Linked DNA regions of Mus musculus: region 2 is linked to region 1. Evidence: chromatin contacts called from public HiChIP or PLAC-seq data. All regions are on one chromosome and are shown on one strand. Each heading gives the region's core, a stretch centred on a gene start, on an enhancer-like site or on the middle of the called end of the contact. The rest is flanking DNA. Distances are from core to core; before and after follow the strand shown. Region 1 holds the start of Trim39 (tripartite motif-containing 39). Region 2 overlaps Trim26 (tripartite motif-containing 26).

The links. HiChIP or PLAC-seq counts read pairs in DNA pulled down with a chosen protein or histone mark.
Region 2: an H3K27ac HiChIP or PLAC-seq map of extraembryonic endoderm stem cells shows a contact between it and region 1, with 4 times the contacts expected there. The contact joins the enhancer-like site here to the promoter of Trim39 in region 1. A contact is called at or near these places in 13 of 39 promoter capture datasets (the C10 cell line, the HPC-7 cell line, cranial neural crest and 9 more), 5 of 115 datasets of contacts at active chromatin or transcription factors (bone marrow-derived dendritic cells, double positive thymocytes, extraembryonic endoderm stem cells and 2 more) and 2 of 9 other capture datasets (adipose tissue and liver).

The regions. Positions count from the first base shown.
Region 1 is chr17:36,267,354-36,272,792 of GRCm38.p6, reverse strand. Trim39 (tripartite motif-containing 39) reads left to right here and starts at 1,360. Exons shown (of 7, transcript NM_178281.1): 1 at 1,360-1,456; 2 at 3,727-4,184. The coding sequence starts at 3,732.
Region 2 is chr17:36,846,065-36,851,473 of GRCm38.p6, reverse strand. Trim26 (tripartite motif-containing 26) reads right to left here. Exons shown (of 10, transcript NM_001025599.3): 3 at 346-818; 4 at 152-247. The coding sequence starts at 783. Among named protein-coding and RNA genes, the nearest start is that of Gm25973, 6.4 kb to the right of the region's middle. Within about 2 kb of position 1,268, at least 29 of the 459 cell types and tissues checked have an H3K27ac peak or open chromatin away from gene starts, as enhancers often do. A contact at or near this core is called in extraembryonic endoderm stem cells and liver, where this site is marked.

The sequences.
Region 1 (5,439 bases), core at 111-2,610:
TGGAGTCTATCCATAAGCTCCATCTGCTCTCCCAGAGAAACTTAAGCAAGGTCTTCAAAGAGAAAGAAGCAGGCTTTGGTTCCCACCCAGTGTTTCCTGAGCACAGGATTTGGTCCTCCTGGCATCCTAGATGCAGGGGCAGCAAAGCACCGAACTAGACCGGTTTTCTACACTCCAGCTCCAGCCAGGGAAAGCGTTTCGCTAATGTCAGCTGTGGTGGCTACTCCTGGTGGTCAACTTGACTATCTGGAAGGAATTACAACCCAGAATTGGAGGGCTCACCTGTGATCCAGATCTTGAGGCTGGAAGACACAAGTTTCTGACCTGGATCTTGACATGGAGATCTTGAGGTACAGTGGCCATTAAGTTTAGGACCAGGCAAGGCAGTACACGACTTCAATCCCAGACTGGGGCAAGGAGTTCTCTGAGTTCAAAGTCAGCCCGGGAGAAAGCAAGTCCCAAATCCAAACAAGGTGGTGCACACCTTAATCTGGGCCACGCCTTCTGCTGGAAGTCTACATAAGGACATAGGAAGAAGGAAGATTCTCTTCTTCACGGGCTTGCACTTACTTGCCAGCACATCTGTCGGAACCTACTTCTACAGAAGACCAGCTGAAAGAACTAGCCACGTGGGACTGCGCAACTACTAGATTCTTGGACTTCCCATCCACAGCTGCCCATTGTTGGGTTAGCCTGTAAGTCATCACGATTAATTATAGAGAGAGAAACATTCACTAGGTTCTGTAGCTCTAGAGAACCCCTGGCTAATACATCACCCAACCGGAGGAGGGGAAAAGACGCACCTCGGTCTGCAGCCAAGATAACTCACCTACTACAGCTTGCCGGTTAAATTGCCAAACCTCAGCCAGTCGGAAGTGACGTGCCAGCATAGACTCTCAGGTCGGCCACGTAATACACCGCCGCCTTAAACAGCAACCCTCCCCCAGAATTGACCCGGAGACCGGGAAAGTGTGGCCCAACGCCCACAACCCGTAGCCGCCCAGGCCTCTGCGGTTCCCAGCCCCACCGAGGACCAGCTTGAGCCTCTGCGGGCTCGCTGACCGCGCAGCTCTGCCAGCCCAGCCACGGCGCGCTGCCCGCCATGGGGTTCGGCGTCTCGCCACGCGCATGCGCGGCCCTCAGTCTCCGGGGGACCGCTCTGGTCACCTGGGCGCCAGCACCTCAGCCACGGGAAGCGGCGGGTTCCCTCTCGCCCGGTAAACTAGCCGCGCAGGCCCTCGCCTCCGGCTCTCCGCCCGCCACCCGCCGCGGGCCCGACTAGGCCCTGGCACGGCGGCTCGGCGCCGCGCAGCTGTCTTCCATCGCCGCAGCGCGGCTTCCGCTTCCGGCGAGTATTGTGTGTCGCGCCGCGGGGCGGGGGTGAGGGGAGGAGGAAGGAGGGAGGCAGTGCTCCGGCGGCTCCGCGCCCGGCACTCCGGGACCCGGAGCCGGGAAGGTAGGTGCTGCGCCGCCGCCACAAGGGTCCCGCAGCCGGCTCCAGCGAGCGGGCTCCTCTCGCCGCGGCCCTACGCCCGGCGAGTACGTCAGCCGGCCGGCGCGCAACCACAGCTGCCTCCGCCCGCCTCGGGCCCGGAGGACGTTTGCCGCCCCGGCGACGTCAGCGCGTCCGGCGTTGCTTGGCTACCCCGCCGTTCCCCTGTCCCGCTGCCTTTGGTCTCCCCGGGTGAAACTGACGCAGTCATCGCGGGTCTGGGCTGCGACATGGCAGCGGGCATCCCACCTTCACGTCACACCTCTCCCTCACTTAGACACGCATCCGTTCCTCCCTGCCAAGCACGACGTATGCTCCCTCACTCTGGTCCTCATGCTCCCGATATGGCTGGAGAAGATGGAGAACGGGTGGGACAGAGTTGTGGCCAGTGCTTGAAAGAGGCTCCTGAGGTGGTACCCAATAGTGATTAAAGGCAAAACGTGGACGTCTCTGACGCGATTACTTACACTGAGATCGAGTAATGGAGAGTGGGAGGAAGGATCAAGCCAGAGGAGCACAAGGCCATATTATGGCTGCCCTCTACACCACCACCACACCACCCCCAGCTCCAAATCCTCTCCGTTCTTCACTATCCTTGAGCCCGTTTCTCTCTCATACCATCTATTTGCTAATTAGATACATGCAGGTCTCTCAAGTGTGAATATGGTTCAGTTTTAGGTGAGGATGCCACTTATCTGTAGGATTGAGGAGGAGGAGGCTAAGTCACTAGTCAAAACTGGATTCTAATGGGCAGAGAAGAAAGAAATCATCCAACTGTACTTATCTGGATCAATTCTTTTCTCCATTAAAAGAGGATAAGTTACCAACTCCTACTTAAAATCCTTCCATTTGTACCACCAGTATACAGAAATAATCATTGTTGCCCCAATTCATTACATGGGCACTTTTCTGTCGATGGGTAGACCTATCAAATTTCCTTCCTTTTTGGGGGGCCCCTTTTGGGACAGAAGGAAAGTAGGGGGTTATGGGACCAGATAAATTAGCTTACTTATGTATTGACATCTTAAGAATGGAGAGCTTTGGTTGTCTCTTTCCATACACTTATTCATTTATTGAGACCAATAACTATTTATTGGTTATATTTAATTTAGGCTGGCCTCGAGTTCCTGAGGCTCCTGCCTTTGCCTCCTCGGTACATGCGCTACCTACCTAGTATTAACCATACCTGGCTAATTTCCTTCCTAATCACTGACTATCTAAGGAGTTAGTTATCAGTAGTGACGTTGAAAGACTGCAGTCACCACTGAATGTTTAGAATGTACTTGCCAGCTCTCTCTCCAAGAAGCTGCTGCCCTCAATGCACTCAATGGTGCTTCCTTAGAGCTGATATGTATTTGTTGCTTTGCAGCCATCCCAGCTGCACACAAATAGAAATGCGGTGAGTGACAGGAGCATCTTCAAGAAGAGAGCGTTCTTCCTTTGGGCTAGTTTGGGGAAAGGAAGAACCATGTCATGCTTTCCCTGAAACAGTGTGTTACTGTAGTGTAACTCATTAAGAGGAACAGCAGACAATCAAGGCTAGACTCTAAAACAATAAACTTCCTATGACGTTAGAAGAAGTAGCTTGGGGTTCTTTGAAATCGATGCAGTAATTATATATGAAGTTCTTTAAAGTAGTAATGAGTTCTAGGGCTGATAGTCAGTTTTAATAGATATGTAGATATATTATTTGTTTTACAAATCTTACTCTACAGCCCAGGCTAGCCTTATTCTTGTATTGATCCTCCTGCCTCACAGTGAGCCACCATGCCCAGCTAAAATCTTAATACTTTGGCTTATGTGACATATCTCATTTCCCATGGTTCCCTCCCTGTAGAAATAAGATCTGTGTAATTCAAGCTAACCTAGAACTCATTGTGTAGCCTACGTTGGCCTTCAGCTAATGACAGTCCCCCTACCTTGACCTCAAAAATGGCTAGGGAAATGGGTTTCAGTCGCCATATCAGGCTCCTTTTCATTGCTGGTATTGAAAAAGCAGAGGTAAAGAAATTCTGGGCACTGCTGATATTTGCTGACTCAAAATAATAATAAAATAATAATAACAGTGATGGGGAGAGGTCACACACACTGTAAATAGACCAACAGATGAAAAGGTGGAAATGGGAGAATACCAAGATGGGGCTTCATCTAGACCTATGGCTTACTGGGAGCTAATGTCAGGAAACAAAATAACCCTCCAACTAACACTTCTTTCCTCTCTCCCTGCCTCCAAGTTATAATGGCAGAGACAAGTCTGTTAGAGGCTGGAACCTCTGCAGCCTCCACAGCCGCTGCTCTGGAGAACCTGCAGGTGGAAGCAAGCTGTTCTGTATGCCTAGAGTATCTGAAGGAGCCAGTTATTATTGAATGTGGGCACAACTTCTGCAAAGCGTGCATTACCCGCTGGTGGGAAGACCTAGAGCGGGACTTCCCTTGCCCTGTCTGTCGGAAGACATCCCGATACCGGAGTCTCCGGCCTAACCGACAGCTAGGCAGTATGGTGGAAATCGCCAAGCAGCTCCAGACGGTCAAGCGGAAGATCAGAGATGAAAGCCTCTGCTCCCAGCACCACGAACCTCTTAGCCTTTTCTGCTATGAAGACCAGGAGGCTGTCTGTCTGATATGTGCAATTTCTCATACCCACCGGCCCCACACCGTCGTGCCGATGGATGATGCTACACAGGAATACAAGGTAGGCAGCCAGGCCCATGATGCTAGGGTTGGGGGTTGGGGAGGGCAGCTGAGAATATACTCTGAGTAGTCCCTTCCTGACTGTATACATCTGGTCAGTTGTCCTCCATTGAGAACAGTGAGGAGTACCCTAAAATTTCTGTAACTTACTGCAATAATATTGAGTCTTCCAAATATATCAGATTTTAAATAAATGAGTGGAACCACATGATCTGAAAAATATTTTAGAAGAACTAAAAAAGATTTTGATTTAAGCCTTTTTACTTAGGAAGTAGTTCTTTTCCCCATTTGTTGGAGGTAGCTAAAACCACTTGAGACTGATATCCAGCAAACTGTGCTGAGCCAGTCTGCATCTTCCCATAGAATGGGTAACAGCATTTAACATTTAAATCACTAGTGAGGGCACATGGTAAATATTTTACTAATAAAAATCAAAGATGGTACTGCCTAGGATTCTGCTTAACATTCTGCTTAACAAAGTCTTGAAAAATATTTAAGGTTATTTACAATCAAGATTTATTTTGTTTCTAAGTAGTTAGATTTGAATAGAGGCACGGGTTTAAAAGGGTATCAAGACAGGCGTGGTGATACAACACACTTGTAATCCCAACACTCAGATGGAGGAGGCAGAAGGATCAGAAGTTGGTTATTCGTGACTCCATGTCAGGACTGCTGGAAACCTGATCATAAAATAACAATAATAAAAGTGCAGAAGGCAGCTTCTGGCAGGAGGAAGGTGTAGCCTGGTACTAGAGACTGTTCTATCATACACACCTTTCATGGATCCCCAGCACCCCCAGAACAAGCAAACGAAAACCCAGGTAACTTCAGTTGTCCATAAGAGAACAGCATGGGAGCAGACCCAGTCGATGACAGCCAGACGACTAGGTTCAGGGGAGGAAAATCAGGTAAGCCACAAGCATGATGGTGACTAGTGCCAGAGAAAGGGGGATCTATGAAACATCCACATGACATCTCTAGCTCTGACAAGGAAGGGAGTTGGATGAAGAAGTGATGCAAGGGCAGACAGTGAATGACGGTGGAGTGGAGAATGCGTCTCAGTGGTAGAGCGCCCGCCCAGCATGCTGGGGGCATGGGTTTGACCTAAGTGCTTCAAGGGAAGAATAATCAGGGGTAGAGAAATGGCTTAGCAGGTAAGTGGGCCACTCAGGCAGATCACCTGAGTTTGTTCCCTAGCCTATAACTTCAGTTCCAGGGCATCTGATGCACTCTTCTGGCTTCCCTGGGCAGTGACA
Region 2 (5,409 bases), core at 19-2,518, 580 kb before region 1:
CAACCTACACCATCTCCTTGGTTAATTAATCCCCAGTTGGCCTAAAGCCAACCTAACAACCATGCTTCCAAAGTACTCCTAGAAACACTTCCCACCTGGCCAGCCCCTCCCTCCAACGCGTGAGCAACGCTCAGCTTGGATTCCCACGTACCAGTGCAGCCAGAATATCAGCTTCTCCCTTGGCTTGAAAGCCCTGGATTTTGTCTCTGTCTCTCCTTAGGGTGTTCAAGTGGTTCAGAATTTTCTCCTAAGGAAAGATAAGCAGCGGAGAGAGATGAGTGTCCTGAGCTGGGGCAGGAGGGACACCAGACAGAACCTTCCCTCGCAGGCCCTGGGAGGACTTACTCTGTGAGGCAGGGCGGCTTTCTCCACCAGGACTGCAGTGTGGGGGCGGTGCTCCCGGGACTCCCTGCACATCACACACAACAGTTTGCCATCATCTTCACAGTAGTAGTGTAGCTTCTCCTGGTGCCGCTCACACAACTTCATGTCCTGTGGCTCGCGGGCGAGCTCTCCTGGCTGTCTGCCATTGTCCACCTTCAGCCGTTCAATGTTCTCCACCAGACTTGCTAGCTGCCACACGGGTCGGATGTTCTCCTTCTTAAAGGGCTTCTTGCAGAGCGGGCAGACAGGCCGGTTCCCCGATATGGGGCGGATATCACTTGTGCAGCTGCGACAGAAGACATGGCCACAGTCGATGGTCACCGGGTCCCTCAGGTAATCCAGGCAGATGGAGCAGGTCACCTCTTCCTCCAGGCTCCTCAAGGGGGCTGACACTGCCATTGCACCCTTAGGTTGGGGGTCTCTGTTCCTTAGACCTGAAATCAAGAGCAGACTCAGCAATAGGAGGAAGAGTGATACCCCTGTGGATTGCTCAAGCTAAGACCACAAGGGACGCCAGGAAGGGAAGATTCCTCTGTGGCTGTCCCGGGCTATGCAGGTATGGCCCTTCTAGGTACACAGCTTAGCTGAGAAAAAGGTGTTCCTATCAATCTTTGCAGCTCTGGCCCTCTTCCTGCCCCTGTGACGACAGAAAGCTCACTTGAGTACTCTGAGTCTCAGCTTATCCATCCATAAAATGGGAGAAAGAGAGAAGCCTACAGGGGCTTCTAAACAGAATTCTTCTAAAAGAGTTCTGTTAGAAACACTAGGCATAGGCCTGGTTCATAGAAAGCAATCCAGGAGAGAACCCAAAGCCCTGGCTCCTCAACCACTGGTTGAGATCCAAGACCTGAAACTGAAAGCAGTATCAAGAATGCAGGGTCCTGCCCCACCTCCTAAGGTACACAATGCCTACACTGGGCAGGGAGGTGGCTGTGCTATGGGCACGGAGGAAGGTAACCATGCAGCATTTTGTAATGCTGGAACAGTAACACTATCACTGACAGTTACCATGGGAGTCCATCAGCGGAGCTTAGTGGACTCTGCTAATGGTGATAGGAAATACATAGACATAAAACTGCAGCCTATATATATATACCACAAGGAAAAGACATACAATGCTGATTCCTTAAAAGATCTGATATGGAAATATATAAAAGTGCTCTGCAGGCGAGGAGTTATACTGCTGAGAATATGAACCAAAAACACCCTTGGTTTAGACATGTGTGACTTTTCAAAAGATGTAATGAACAATAATAATAATAAAAAGCACATATACCAACTTGGAATGAAATTGAACTGGCAAATGAAGAAGTAACAAGTCCCCGGAATGTCGGAAGAAGTGTTGAAGGGTGTCTGATCTAACCTCTTGGTTTGCTCTTAAGGAAAACCCAGTGTTCTCAATTTAACACATTGCTGAGTTTGAAAATAGGAAAGGAAATGAAACTGTGGGGTGCCTGTGGGCCAGAAGCTCTGGCAGAATAGCCTGGAAGTTTAAAAGCCAGGACAGCTTCTTGTTTTTGTTTTCGTGCTGGAGAGAAGCAAGTAGTTCTAAGGGCAGAACTTATAATTTCTTAGGATAGAGCTCAGCTACTATTCCCCTCTCTCATAAAGTACGACGCCTTCACCACAACCCCCCCCCCCCCTGCATTAAACAAGCTCACGCTGGGTCCGGTGGGTCTTTAGATTTAAGTTGAATAAAAGCTCCTATGTACATGTACATATATCAGAGCTAACATTTCAGGGCTTACAGAAGATCCCTGGCTAATACCTGGAGCAGAGTTAGCAGGATTAGAGTCTAAGGCACACCTCCGAGAGCACCTGACCAGTGTTGTTTAGAATCATCAAGATCCTCAGGGATCAAGGCAGTGGGGAGAAAATATAAGCCTTCTGCAACTGCCAACGTAACAATAAAATTGTCATCAACAGACATCAGAGCCATTAGGTGAAAGGTTTGGAGTAGACCCTATAATGCCACAGTGGATTATTTCCTAATGTGCCTGGAGGAAGGAGAGAGCCAGTGTTCACCTTGACCACGTAACCAAGCCAGCCAGTCTGGCACAGGTCTCCCGAGGAGGAACCATGTGAGCTAAGCACCATCACGTGAGACTAGAGAGATGGCCCAGAAGTTAAGAGCACTGCCTGCTCTTCCAGAGAACCCAGGTTCAATATTCCTAGCACCCACACAGCAGCCCACAACTGGCTATAACTCCAGTTCTTCTGGCCTCTTCAGACACGTGACACACAGACAAACGTGCAGGCATTTAAAATAATCCCCCTCATACACACAAAGAAATAAAAAAAATAAAATAAAAACAAACACTATCACCTATGAAGTTTATTTTCCAAAAATGTTTGACTTGATTGAACTTCACAAAAACTTTAGATTTAGCTTTCAGTTTATGGAAAACAGGCAATTAAAAAAAAACCACACACACACTATATTATCACAGAGAATGTGTTAATAGCACCAAGTTAAACCACAGAGCGGGGAAATAATCAGACAGATTCAGAATATGGGGCACCCATAGTCACAGACCAATTGGTCTTTTAAAAACCCCAAGGTAGGGTGAGTGTGATGGCCTTGGGGTCAAGGCATCTGCTGCCAAGCCTGACAACTTGAGTTAGATCACTATAACTCCTGTGGTAGAAGGAGAGAACCAATTTCTGCAAGTTGCACACACACACACACAGAGCACATGAACTCAAGAATAAAACAAAAAAAAAATCACAGTAATAAGTAGGTGCCAAAGATAAAATCTATCCTGATTCTGTTTTTATTTTTCCTTCTTTTTTTTTTTTTCGGTTTTTCGAGACAGTGCTTCTCTGTGTAGCCCTGGCTGTCCTGGAACTCACTTTGTAGACCAGGCTAGCCTCGAACTCAGAACTCCGCCTGCCTCTGCCTCCCGAGTGCTGGGATTAAAGGCGTGTGCCACCACCGCCTGGCTCTGATTCTGTTTTTAAAAGGTAGTTATAACAACATTTCAGAGGCTATCAAGAAAAATATAAATGGAGATAATCTTAATGGCACGTACTGAGACTACATGAAAACCTTCTTTTCAGCAGCAGATGCCACCATAGTTAGATCTTCATAACTACAATTTACATTGAAATGGTTTCAGAAAACTGTACAAAAAGAAAAGTTTGGGGAAACAAAGGTTATGGTTTTCTGATACATTAAAAGGGTCTGTAACCACTCAAGTTGTTGAAACCAGAGTATTTAAAACCTTGTCTAACACTCGTATTGAAATAATGAGTGGGTTTAGAAAAACTAAAGCCAATGTTAACTGTACAGAGTCTTTTGATTCTGGGTCACCGTAACTTGACAGTCACTGCCTGGCTGCAAAGACTCACCTTGAACATGTTATTTTTAAGACTAGAGGTATAAACTCAAAAGCTTGAACAATTCAGGCTCAAAGTTCAGGTTCTAGACTCCAATAATCAGGTGATTTCACACTCGGGATACTCTTCCGAGGAAACTGAGATTTGGTCCTTGTACTGGCTAGTTTTGTGTCAACTTGACACAGCTGGAGTTATCACAGAGAAAGGAGCTTCAGTTGAGAAAATGCCTCCATGAGATCCAACTGTAAGGCATTTTCTCAATTAACGATCAAGGGTTTCAGGTCCCTTGTAGGTGGGACCATCTCTGGGCTGGTAGTCTTGGTTCTATAAGAGAGCAAGCTGATCAAGCCAGGGGAAGCAAGCCAGTAAGTAACATCCCTCCATGGCCTCTGCATCAGCTCCTGCTTCTGACTTGCTTGAGTTCCAGTCCTGACTTCTTTCAGTGATGAACAGCAGTGTGGAAATGTAAGCTGAATAAACCCTTTCCTCCCCAATTTGCTTCTTGGTCATGATGTTTGTGCAGGAATGAAAAAAACCCTGACTAAGACAGTCCTATTAACCATGATGCTGTAGGACACAGAGCCAGGAATCAGTCTAAGTGCCCAAACTTCCGCCCCAGTCATCCCACACTGTAAAATGGGGCTTGAGACCATCTCCTCTGTTCAATACCCTGATGGGCTCATCTATACAGATGGCTTGGTAAACTGAGCAGAGGTGACAAGAGAAAAGGGGAATGTATTCTTCAGCTTTGGTTGAAAGCACTCTAGCCTTCACTACTAAGAGATAACAGGAAGCACTCTTGTTAGACAGCACTCTTTGCTTTTTATGGATGGAAGCAGCTCAAGCTTGCGGAATTAAGAGGAAAAAAGCTGGGTTGAGGGGAAGAGAGGGCAAAGCAGTCCACACCACTTTCCCATACCTACTCCGTCAGGCCCTCCACAAAGCTAGTGTTTTGTTTGATGAGGCAGAGCCAGGACTAAGCAGCTCAAGCTGGCCTTGAATATTCTAACCTCCTGCCTTTGCCTCCTGAGTACTGGGATCACAGGTGTGTACCTCTGCTGAATTCTAAAAGTACTTTCCCAAACCATGATCTCATATTTCTTATCATATATATCTGACCTTGTTCTCTCCGATCATCTCCACAAGTTCCTAAAAAATAAAACCATTATCCTACCCTCTGTTCCTGGCTCAGGCACTGCCATGAACTTATCAGAAGTGAGCAGTCCAGGTCTTGTTATTGGCACTCTAACAGAACCTAGAGTCACCTGAAAGATGGAACCTCAATGGGAGAACTGCCTAAATAAGACATGGGCATCTCCATGAGGCACTGTCTTAATTGTTAGTTGAGGTAGGAGGGCGCTGCCCACCGTGGGCAGTACCATCACTAGGTACGCAGTCTTGGGCTGTGCAGCTGAGTGTAAGTCAGCAGGTGAGCCAGTAAATTATGTTCGTTTAAATTCTTGCATTCCTGTGCTGACATCTCTCAGTGATGGGCTGTGACCTGGAAATATAAGCTGAAATAAGTTTTTCTTTTTCCTCTTCAAGTTCTTTTTGGTCAGCATGTTACAGCAGCAGAAAAGCAAACTAGAGCCTTTTACCACCACTCCCTTTACCCTGAATAGTATTTTGAATAGACAGGAAATGACTGAGTATTAATTATGTTGCGCCTGAAGTCACGCATGGGGG